3 separate regions of the Hordeum vulgare genome follow, and regions 1 and 2 are each linked to region 3. Evidence: chromatin contacts called from public Hi-C data. All regions are on one chromosome and are shown on one strand. Each heading gives the region's core, a stretch centred on a gene start, on an enhancer-like site or on the middle of the called end of the contact. The rest is flanking DNA. Distances are from core to core; before and after follow the strand shown.

Region 1 (3,582 bases), core at 139-2,638, 920 kb after region 3:
TTGATCCTCTTCCCCAGGGATCCCAGATGAGGGAAGCCTAGGAGAGCCGCCGACTCCAACTATCGTCCATGTACGAGGCATATAAGCTACTAATACGTTTTTTCCTAAAGCAAGTTCCCCCCCAACTGTAGCAGCTCCTTCTGCTAAAATTTGTCCTTTTTAATGGATTTACCCCGTGGAACCCGAGGTTTTTGGTGCATACAAGTATTTTTGTTAGAGCGACGGTGGTTAACTAAGTCGATGGTTCTCTTTCTTAGTTCCATCTCTACTCCAAAACTGGACATGAGAGTTTCTTCTCATCTAGCTCCTCGCGAATTCATTTATGATAGAGGTATTTATTCATATAGTGACTGTTTCTTAGTTAGGATCTCGACAATACGAAGCAATAGGTTGGTTATTAGTATTAGTTAATTTTCTATAATTACTAAGTTTTTTTCTTTAAAAAAGAAAAAAAAAATAACGAGGCAACATATTCATTCTAAATATCTATGAAAAAGATATGTTTCTTTCTCTTGTTTGGGAGAGCTTTTGTTTCCATTCAAGAGTTTCTATCTATTTTCACGCCCTTTTCTTGAGACCTCGAAACATGAGGACAAATCGAAATCGATTTTGAAAAGAACTACTAATCCTTAACTTTTCGAGGAATCCTTTATCAGTGGTTGTGAATGACTGACTTGTCATTTATAGTCTATCTCTTTCTATATATGGAAAGTCAAGAAATTCTCATCGAAACATCGAGAAATTGTGCATATAGAAAACTCTAAAGAAAGAAAAAATGGTTGCTAATACCCCGTAGGCTGAGGAGCAAAAGGAGAAATCCGTCCAAGGAGGGGCTCGCGTCTGATTAGCTAGTTGGTGAGGCAATAGCTTACCAAGGCGATGATCAGTAGCTGGTCCGAGAGGATGATCAACCACACTGTGACTGAGACACGGCCCAGACTCCTACGGGAGGCAGCAGTGGGGAATTTTCCGCAATGGGCGAAAGCCTGCGCAAATGGTTATCCATTAAGCGGAGGAAATAGTAATAAAAAGAAAAAGGCTTATGCTCTTTTATCTTAGAAGTACGGACTAACACTAGTTACTTGCTCTGGCGAAACCAAAACGATCGAACGAGAAGCTGGGCCAACGAGCGAGAGTCAGCAGGGAGGATTGTTCGGCCGGCCCAAAATGCGGATACACATGTGCGCCAGATCGCCAGTTCGGCGCTTGAGGCGCCGAATAGGAGGTCAGCGAGCGTACGGCAACAAAGCAAAGCATCAGCGTCTCGTCGTCGCTACCTGCACTGACTATCCCGAATCTTACTTTCCCGTCAGTCAGTCCACTGGTAATGCCGTGTGAAAAACGCATGCCGCGCTTCAGAATTCCACGGCGTCGATGTCACCCAGTCTCCGTCGTCGACGTTTCGCTGCCGGTCGGCCCGGTCCTGCCACAGCCACGACATACAAGTGGGCGCTGCGCAAACCAAAGAACTCGCTGCCAGACCTCTCCACTGGAAAGTCGAAACTCGAGCCATGGCAGGACACGCCCAAGCTTCAACAACACCTCTGCTGTGCCTCTCCCTCTGCCTCCTGCTGCTACCCTCTGCCCAGCGGGCGACGGGCATGTACCTCGACGCCGACGGAAACCACGAGACCTTCTCCGGCGGCACCGTGCCCGAGAGCTTCAGCGTGCGGAGCCGCAACTCCTCCAACAGCTCCGGCGCCGGCGCGGCCTTCTGCAGGCTCCTCTCCCTCCAGATCCTCGACCTCTCCAACAACCAGCTCACGGGCGAGCTCCCCGACTGCTGGTGGAATCTGCAGGCTCTGCAGTTCATGGACCTCTCCAACAACTCCTTCTCGGGCCAAATCCCCGCTGCCAAGGCAAGTCACAACTGCTCCATCGAGTCGCTCCATCTCGCCGGCAATAGCTTCACCGGCCTCTTCCCGCCGGTCGTGGAGGGTTGCGATTCGCTCGGCACCCTCGACATCGGGAGTAACAGGTTCTTCGGCGCCATCCCTCCATGGATCGGGACCAAGGTTCCGTCGTTGAGAATCCTTAGCCTTAGATCAAACGATTTCACAGGAGAAATCCCTTCGGAGTTGTCGCGGCTCTCAAAACTCCAGCTGCTCGACCTTGCCAACAACAGGCTGACAGGAGCAATTCCCGTAGCATTCGGCAACCTGGCCTCCATGAGGAATCCAGAAATCGTGTCGAGTGCGGCATCATCGCTGGATGGGTCGAATTATCAGGATAGAATCGATATAATCTGGAAGGGCCAGGAGCTCATTTTCCAAAGAACGATCCGGTTGCTGACCGGTATCGATCTGTCAGGCAATATGTTGTCTCAGTGCATCCCTGAAGTATTAACCAAACTGCAGGGCCTCCGATTTCTGAACCTGTCAAGAAATCATCTGTCATGCGGCATCCCTCAAGATATTGGCAGTTTGAAGAATCTCGAATTTCTTGATATATCATGGAATGAGCTTTCAGGACACATTCCACAGAGCATCTCGATCTTGTCGACGCTCAGCATATTCAACATCTCGAACAATCATTTGTCAGGCAAGATACCTACTGGGAGCCAGATGCAGACATTGACCGACCCTTCGTTTTACCGAAACAATTCCGGCCTTTGCGGATTTCCTCTAGAGGATTGTCCAAATACTTCGCCTGCTTCGGATGAGAAAACTAGTGAGGGGGAGGACCAGTGGCTGTACTACTGTGTGACTGCTGGGGTTGTTTTTGGATTTTGGCTATGGTTTGGGCTGCTCTTTTCGATTGAGACGTGGAGATCTGCTGTTCTCTTCTCTGTCGATGGCATGCAATCCAAGGTTATGCAGAAGGTGTCACATCTTGACCAGTTTATTTCAAAAAGCAATAATGATCGATATACGTAGACTGTAGTTGTTTCTTTCTTTGTTGTACCATCAGAAGAATGTATCTATGTGTATATATGTATGTCTGTATGTATGTACCTAAGTATGCTACTCCCTCCGTTTCTAAATATAAGTCTTTTAAGATATTTCATTAGAAGTCTACATATGAAGCAAAATGAATGAATCTACACTCTAAAGTGTGTCTATATACATCTGTATGTAGTCCGTTAATGAAACCTTTTTAAAAACTTATATTTAGGAACGGAGGGAGTATATTATTAACTTTGTTTTGTAATAGCCAGCTTTTTTGCCCTACTTCTCATGTAATGAAGAGGAAAAATGGTATCATGCATATATTGGCTTCACTTGGACGCGTTTGGTAGTCTGCACATAGCCCAACCAGACCTGATGGACACACCATCTTTTCAAGTTGGGTTGTTTGGTTATATACGCACACACCGTGGCAAAATTTTACGTTTTCATCTTTTGGACAAAGAAAATACAGTTTTGACCTCCGTTTGAAAATAATTTTAAATTTGATCTCTTTACGTGACGCCAACGTCCCTGGCGTCTGACTTGCACTGGAGACGCCAGAGACCATGACGTCTGGTACGGGCCTACATAACCGCCTGACGTGCTGAGTTTCTGACGTGGCATGGTACCGAACGCCAGGGACCCTGCCGTCTGGTCAAGGACCAGACGCCAAGGACCCTGGCGTTTGGTAGCA
Region 2 (3,565 bases), core at 254-2,753, 570 kb before region 3:
ATTCCCACTTCCATATCCAGCAGCACCATACCCAGAGGCTGCCCCAGTAGCAGGATTTCCAGCACCATCTCCCCGGCCCCCATAAGCCCCATACCCTCCATGATTGCCATATGATGCATCTCCTCCATATCCACCATAACCATAGCCCTGGTTTCCATAACCTGCAGCTGCACCAGGTGCCTGACTAGTGGGTGCATTCCCACCAGCAGAAGAGCTATTCCATGCACCATAGCCTGCATTGCCAGCATAACCCCCAGTGCCATAACCAGACGGAGCTTGACTGCCCCAGGGTCCTCTGTTAGCGCCTGGAGGGCCACCCTGGTAACCAGAAGCAGCGGCACTTGGATTGCCATAAGCCCCAGCATACGCAGCAGGAACACCTCCATACCCTGCAGACCCATAGTTTCCATATGTAGTTCCAGGATTGGTGTGCCCATATCCATATCCAGTTGGAGCACTGCCATAAGCTCCAGCACCATAACCTGGGTAGCCACCACTGCCTTGTTGCGCCTGCCCATATCTGCCAGCATCGCCTCTGCCATCATAGCTGCTAGCATTGGAGTTAGGCCCATTGTTGCTATGAAAACCCCCGCCTCCCATGGAACGTCCGCCACCGCCAGAGCCAGGATTCGCCTCTCGGGGCAGAGCACGCTTGACCTCTACCATCTTCCCTCCAAGATCATGGAAGGTCTTGTGCAGCACACGGTCAACTGCATCCTCTGAGTCAAAGGTAATGAAGCCGAAACCCCTGGGGCGCTGTGTTGTCTGGTCATACATCACCACAACATCGGTGACAGCCCCGAAGGTCTGGAAGTACTGCCGGAACTCCTCATCTGTCAGACTGGAGGGCAGCCCGCCCACAAAGATCTTCTTTGTCCTGGCACCGCCGGCATCACCGCCGCCGCCACCACCACCTCCGCCTCCGGCGTTCCTTCCTGCGCTAGGGTTCACCGCCTTGGTAGCCTGCTGCTCCTCCCGCGAGAGCGCCCGCTTCACATCGACCTGAGACAACAAAACCACAACCCACGCTTGAGCAAACAAGCGCAACCCTATGCCGCTGCAGCGGGGTAGATCGGAACGCGACCGAAGCGAATATTCGACGCGAATATCCCGCTAGGGTTTGGGCGGGGCGAAGAGACCAGGCGAGGGGGAGAGTAGGTACCGTGCGGCCGTCGAGGGTGTGGGGCTCCTGGAGGGCGGCATCGACGGAAGCGGGGTCGGCGTAGACTACGAAGCCGAAGCCCCGCGGGCGGCCGGTGAGCTTGTCGCGCATGACGGCCGCCTGTGAGACCTCGCCGAAGTTGGAGAAGTGCTCCTGCAGCTTCTCCTCCGTGGTCTCCCAGGAGATGCCGCCGATGAAGAGCTTGCCCTGATCCGACTCCATCTCCGCCGCCTCCTTGCGCCGCTCCTCGGAATCTCTCGCGCTGGGGTGCGGGGCGGGAGGGGGGCGATGGAGGGAGAGAGAGAGAAGAGGGAGAGAGGGGAATTGGGGGATTTCGGCTTCGGGAGGGGGTGGAGGGGGGCTTTGGGATATTTTAGGGCGCGTGCGGGGTGCGGGGGGGCACGGGGAATCGGTGGGCGTAGTACTGTAGTAGGGTTTCTCATAATAGTAATATATCTTTTTTTCTTTTTGAGGGGTAGTAGTTTTCTTTTTTTAGGAAATTAAGGGGTAGTAGTAGTATAACTCATGGGGGCTTTCAGGAGTTCTTTTTCTCGTAGAAGGGCTTTTGGGAGCACAAACATTGGTGATTATAGGTTCAAGAGTTCGAGCCGGTCGAACCCAAAAAAAAAAAAAGTCGAGCGGGTCCATCACGGGAGCGACTATGAGGCAATAGGAGGCGATCGCGAGGCGGTTGCGCTGCTACGCTAGGGTTAGGGTTTCTTGCTCGGGGTGTTGAGGATCCGACGGTGCCTAAGGGTGCGACGGCGCATCCTTGGTTGCGGGCCGGTGGTGCTGCCCACTTCTAGCGACGAAGTCGATGGCGGAGAGAGCAAAAGGATCGACCGCGAAGGCGAAGAACCCAAAGGAGATGACGACGGCGGCTACCCCGCCCGCTCGTCGGGTGGGGGCTCAACTAGCGGGGGGTCTTTCAAGTCCCCTGTGGAGAGCAAAACTCCGGATCCGGCTGCAAATCTCTATGCGAGATTGGGGGGCTTGATGCTGCTGGACAAGGAAGCAGATGCGCTAGTCTTTGAGGAACCTCTACAAGTGAAGCCAGTGCCATCTAGGTGGTCTGTTGTGGGAAAGGTATGCTCTTCTCGGCCACTCAAGAGGTTTGTGTTGGAAAGGACGATGCATAGAGCCTAGGGTCTGCACAAGGAAGCTCGATTCTGTGATATGGGCTCAAACATCTTTAAAGTTCACTTCGGCTCACAAGGAGATTGGGAACATGTTATGAATAATGGGCCATGGCAATACGATTTCAGTATGCTCGTCATGAAGGAATTTGAAGGGAATGTAAGGCCATTGGAGATGATCTTTGACACTGTCGACATTTGGGTCCAGGTAACTGATCTACTCCCGGACAAGCGAACAGCGGCATTCGGGAATGCCCTAGGCAACTCGCTTGGGGAGGTGGTGAAGGTGGATGTGACAAGGATGGTGTGGTGGCCGGATCGCATCTGAGGGTTAGAGCTAAGATTCTTGTTGAAAGGACGTGGATGTCGCCTAGAGGGGGTGAATAGGCTCTTTAAAATAATTGTGATTTAGACTTGAACACTTGCGGAATAAAACTAACGTTTAATTTGTCAAGCACAAAACCTAAAACAACTAGGCTCACCTATGTGCACCAACAACTTATGCTAAGCAAGATAAACAACTAAGTGATAGCAAGATATATGACAAGAAACAATATGGCTATCACAAAGTAAAGTGCATAAGTAAAGGGTTCGGGTAAGAGATAACCGAGGCATGCGGAGATGACGATGTATCCCGAAGTTCACACCCTTGCGGATGCTAATATCCGTTTGGAGCGGTGTGGAGGCACAATGCTCCCCGGGATGCCACTAAGGCCACCGTAATCTCCTCACGCCCTCGCACAATGTAAGATGTCGTAATTCCACTAAGGGACCCTTTAGGGTGATCACCGAACCCGCACAAATAAGGTTGGGGCAATGTCCACAACTTAATTGGAGGCTTCCAACAACACCATGAAGCTTCACCACAATGGCATATGGCTTCGAGGTGACCACAAATGCTCGGAGCAATCTCCCTAACTTAATTGGAGACCCCGATGCTTGCCCGGAGCTTTACACCACAATGATTGAGCTCCGAGGCACCACCAAGCTTCTAGGACCCCAAAGCATCCACGAAGAACAATCTCTAGGGTACAAAGTACCAAAGGGTAATAAGATTCTCAACTTCTCACTTCCACATATCACCGTGGAGAACTCAAACTTATGCAACTAATGCAATGGCATGAACACACGAAGTGGTCAAGTCCCTCACACTCAAATCCCTCCACAACAACAAAAGCTATGGAGAAATATGAGAGGAAGAACAAGGAGCTCACAAAGAACTCCAAGATCAAGATCCAAGGGGTTCCCCTCACATACAGGAGAAAGT
Region 3 (3,280 bases), core at 549-3,048:
TAAGCATCCCACAAAAAATTACCATCGGATCTTTTTGGTGTTGAAAGAAAAGGAAATCTTCCATACGAAGTTCATGGTGTGAAGTGTGAACCGGCTTCAGGAATAAAACAAAGGAAAATGGACTGTTGTCGAATGTTGACCTCCGAAAGGGACCGGAACACTTGTAATCATCCAGCCAGTTTTGGCCGATGTAAATTGGATATTATGTGCGAGCTTATCGTTCTTACCATGAGCAATTATAAATATAGCAAGTACAGCTCGTTCTCTCAGAAAATCACAAGTGGGTTCGTGATTGTTGATTAGTACACACGGTTAATTCCAAAACATGTGTTCCACTAGCAGCAGACAAGCCGGCTATGCTTAACAAGGCCGCAATTCAGTTCTCTCTCTCCATAGATCCTAGTTTCACACACCTCTCACATGTTATCATGTGTTACTATATACACAGTACTATCTTATCAAATTAGTACGTTTCTATATTATATCTATGGTTTTTCAAAGCGGGCAATATGATTGCACGTGACTACTACATAGATTTTTAGTATATTTTGAAAATACCTTCGTATTTATACATAGAAAATAATATACTGAAAATTAGTACATACTAGTACCATGAAAGTCAAATATATTATAATACATACTCTTCGATATACGCCCTCAGTTTACTATTGTAAGATGTTTATTAATTTCATCCTCTATATAGTCCATATTTAAAATATCCAAAATATCTTATGTTTGTGAACGGAGAGAGTAACAGAGACTACATACAACATACATAACACAAACGATTGTAACAATCCCCGATGATAGAAAATTTTAAAACGAACATGGGCTAAACAAGTAGTACTGTTTATTTTTATTTTTATTTTTATTTTAGAAGAGCCAAACAAGTACTGCTAATACTCATGTTTTTTGCTCCCCAAACTCTGGTTTGGCCGATGGCAAAACCAAGTCGTTGCTTCTGTGTTCGGCCTAAACACATTTCTGCCACTGTTTATGATGGCAAAATCTTGAACTAAACAAATACTGCTAATATCCTAAACTGACTTGTATCACCGCAACCTAGGACTCTAAGGGTAGTAATATATGCACAGTGCCCATTCATTGTCTCCTTGGTTTTGTAACAACCGCCGGTTTATAGCAAATTTATTGTGATCGGGTTTGTCTTGCTTGTCAATTCGCTAGTACTGCATCCATTACTGAAGACGGCAGCCGTATGTCCACAGAGCGCGTGGGTGCCAATACTGGGATGGGATGGCCAGTTCCTGCCCTTCAGCTATCGCCAATCCGATCGTAACCAAACAATTTCATGATTCCCTTGCCCATGCCATATCTATGCACGTGGCCAGCAGAGGAAAATAAACTCGCACGTACTTACTGCTCAACTAACATGAGCCTCCAAGATCACTATTTTATTTTTGGTTTAACAGAAGAAAAGAAAGGAATGGACGCCTGTGGAGGAGAAGCCATGGCTACGAGGCCGGAGCTTGAGAGAAGCACCCGAAGCAAACCGGAGAAGCACTTAGAGGTGGAGCAGATGGATTAAAGTATAAATACCTACGACGAAGGCGCAGGCTCTCCAGCCTCCTCGCTTTGACCGGAGGATGGGGTTGCCGTGGAGGTCTGTGGTGCCGTCCTGCGTGTACTCGCCGTCGCTGCCGCCGCCGCCGGCCTCCAGCCGGGTCGTCCCCGCCATGGACGCTCCCTGTGTCATGTGTGTATGGCAGGGAGGGAGGGAGGAAGGTGGGTGTGCACTGCAGGCAGGGCGCTGCTACTTCTCTTTCCGGGTGCCTGCGTGAGCTCCTGTGCTTGTCCATTTATAAGCCCGGTCTTCGCGGCCAGCGACTGTGCAAGTGGCGGTTTGGACTACGGGGAGTGCCAAAATGTCTGGACAGCGGGTTTTTGGACATCGCAACCAAAAACTAAAAAAGAAAACACGCCATTTGGGGGACTCCAAGAGCACCTGATTGCGTACTCAACATATTTCTTGGACGACTTGTTGCCTCGAGGTGGCTAAGTTAATCATAGTTGGTGGGCTTGCAATTATGTGCACTTACCATTGCACCCTCCACTTGCTAAACAAAATTAGTACTCGTACGGTGAAACGGGTGGAAACCAACCGTTAAATTTTTTCTATATATTTTTTGAAAAAACTGAGGCAAAAGATTTATCTTATATATTAATTAAAAAGGATAGTTTTTGGTAAGTGAAACCGGCCTTATATCTTAACCCATCAAATAAAAATACAACAAAATACTATTCTCACGGCATGAATGTGCACATGTGCTTCACTCCGGTAGTCGTCCACGTCTTGGCCACGTTCTGAATGAATGATCTTTGAAATATAAAATAACGGCGTCGATTTCTTTCAGAAGACCCTTATCGTTTCTCTTATTCCAAATGACCGAGCATACAAGCATGGTGAGAGAAGCCATGGCTTTTCTGTTCGATGTGTTTGACTTTGGCATGCTCGTCCACCATTGCTTGATGTCGCACTCTGACCTCCACGTGTGCATGTCCAACGCCACAAATCCAAGCCAAGCTTTTATCATTTGCCAAATGCGCATTGTGAACCGACATTTGAAGAGAAGGTGATCCGTTGTCTCATTTGCCCTCCTTCATAGTATGCATATCCCACAGTTCTTCCATCATCTCTTCTCTAGTCTATCCGCAGTTCAAATCCTGTTTTGAATTGCCAGCCACGAGATGAACTTGACCCTGGGGGTTCCCAAACCTTTCAAATGGTCTTGTTCATCTTAGTGGACATGGAGCCTAGGAATTGAGCCCTATAAGCGTAGTTCGCCGTGTATTCTCTGCTTGCCTCACATTTCCATGTGATGTCGTCATGGGTGTCCGGTTGTAGGTGTATGCCTTGGAGTCGCATCCATAGGTCAATGTACTCCACAACGTGCCCAATCGAAAGGTTGGTGGAGGTGTTAATCATGCCCACCCACACACGAACCAATTTTCCTGTCGGTATGCCGCAAATATGAGAGGGGCAATATTCTTTGGTCTTTTCCCTCCCAACCATGGGGCGTCCCAAAAAGGTGTCTTTCCTCCCCGCCCAAGGTGATGACAGGATGCATAGAAAAGGTTCCTATCCACCTCAATGCATGGGTTGTCAAGGCCAACCCATAGCTCAGACGGGTCTTTCCATGCCACCCATGGCCACCTCGCTCTAAGAGCCCTCACAAACTTTCCCTCTCTGGTATTTGCAATGCGAGCACATTGCTTCTTTCCGGCATTTTACATCATTGCGAGGGCGATCACTCACCGCTTT

The links. Hi-C and Micro-C count contacts between places; a contact is called where the count stands out from the background.
Region 1: a Hi-C map of seedling shows a contact between it and region 3, with 4 times the contacts expected there. The contact joins the promoter of LOC123409481 here to the promoter of LOC123430630 in region 3. A contact is called at or near these places in 3 of 6 Hi-C or Micro-C datasets (leaf and seedling).
Region 2: a Hi-C map of seedling shows a contact between it and region 3, with 6 times the contacts expected there. The contact joins the promoter of LOC123430641 here to the promoter of LOC123430630 in region 3. A contact is called at or near these places in 1 of 6 Hi-C or Micro-C datasets (seedling) and 1 of 1 datasets of contacts at active chromatin or transcription factors (embryo).

Annotation. Positions count from the first base shown.
Region 1 is chr1H:265,269,882-265,273,463 of MorexV3_pseudomolecules_assembly, reverse strand. It overlaps LOC123409481 (receptor-like protein EIX2), which reads left to right and starts at 1,388. Exons shown (of 1, transcript XM_045102372.1): 1 at 1,388-2,966. The coding sequence starts at 1,512. The coding sequence ends at 2,876.
Region 2 is chr1H:266,760,781-266,764,345 of MorexV3_pseudomolecules_assembly, reverse strand. LOC123430641 (heterogeneous nuclear ribonucleoprotein 1-like) reads right to left here and starts at 1,503. Exons shown (of 2, transcript XM_045114498.1): 1 at 1,163-1,503; 2 at 1-1,002. The coding sequence starts at 1,384.
Region 3 is chr1H:266,189,413-266,192,692 of MorexV3_pseudomolecules_assembly, reverse strand. LOC123430630 (protein NRT1/ PTR FAMILY 5.2-like) reads right to left here and starts at 1,798. Exons shown (of 4, transcript XM_045114488.1): 1 at 1,558-1,798. The coding sequence starts at 1,714.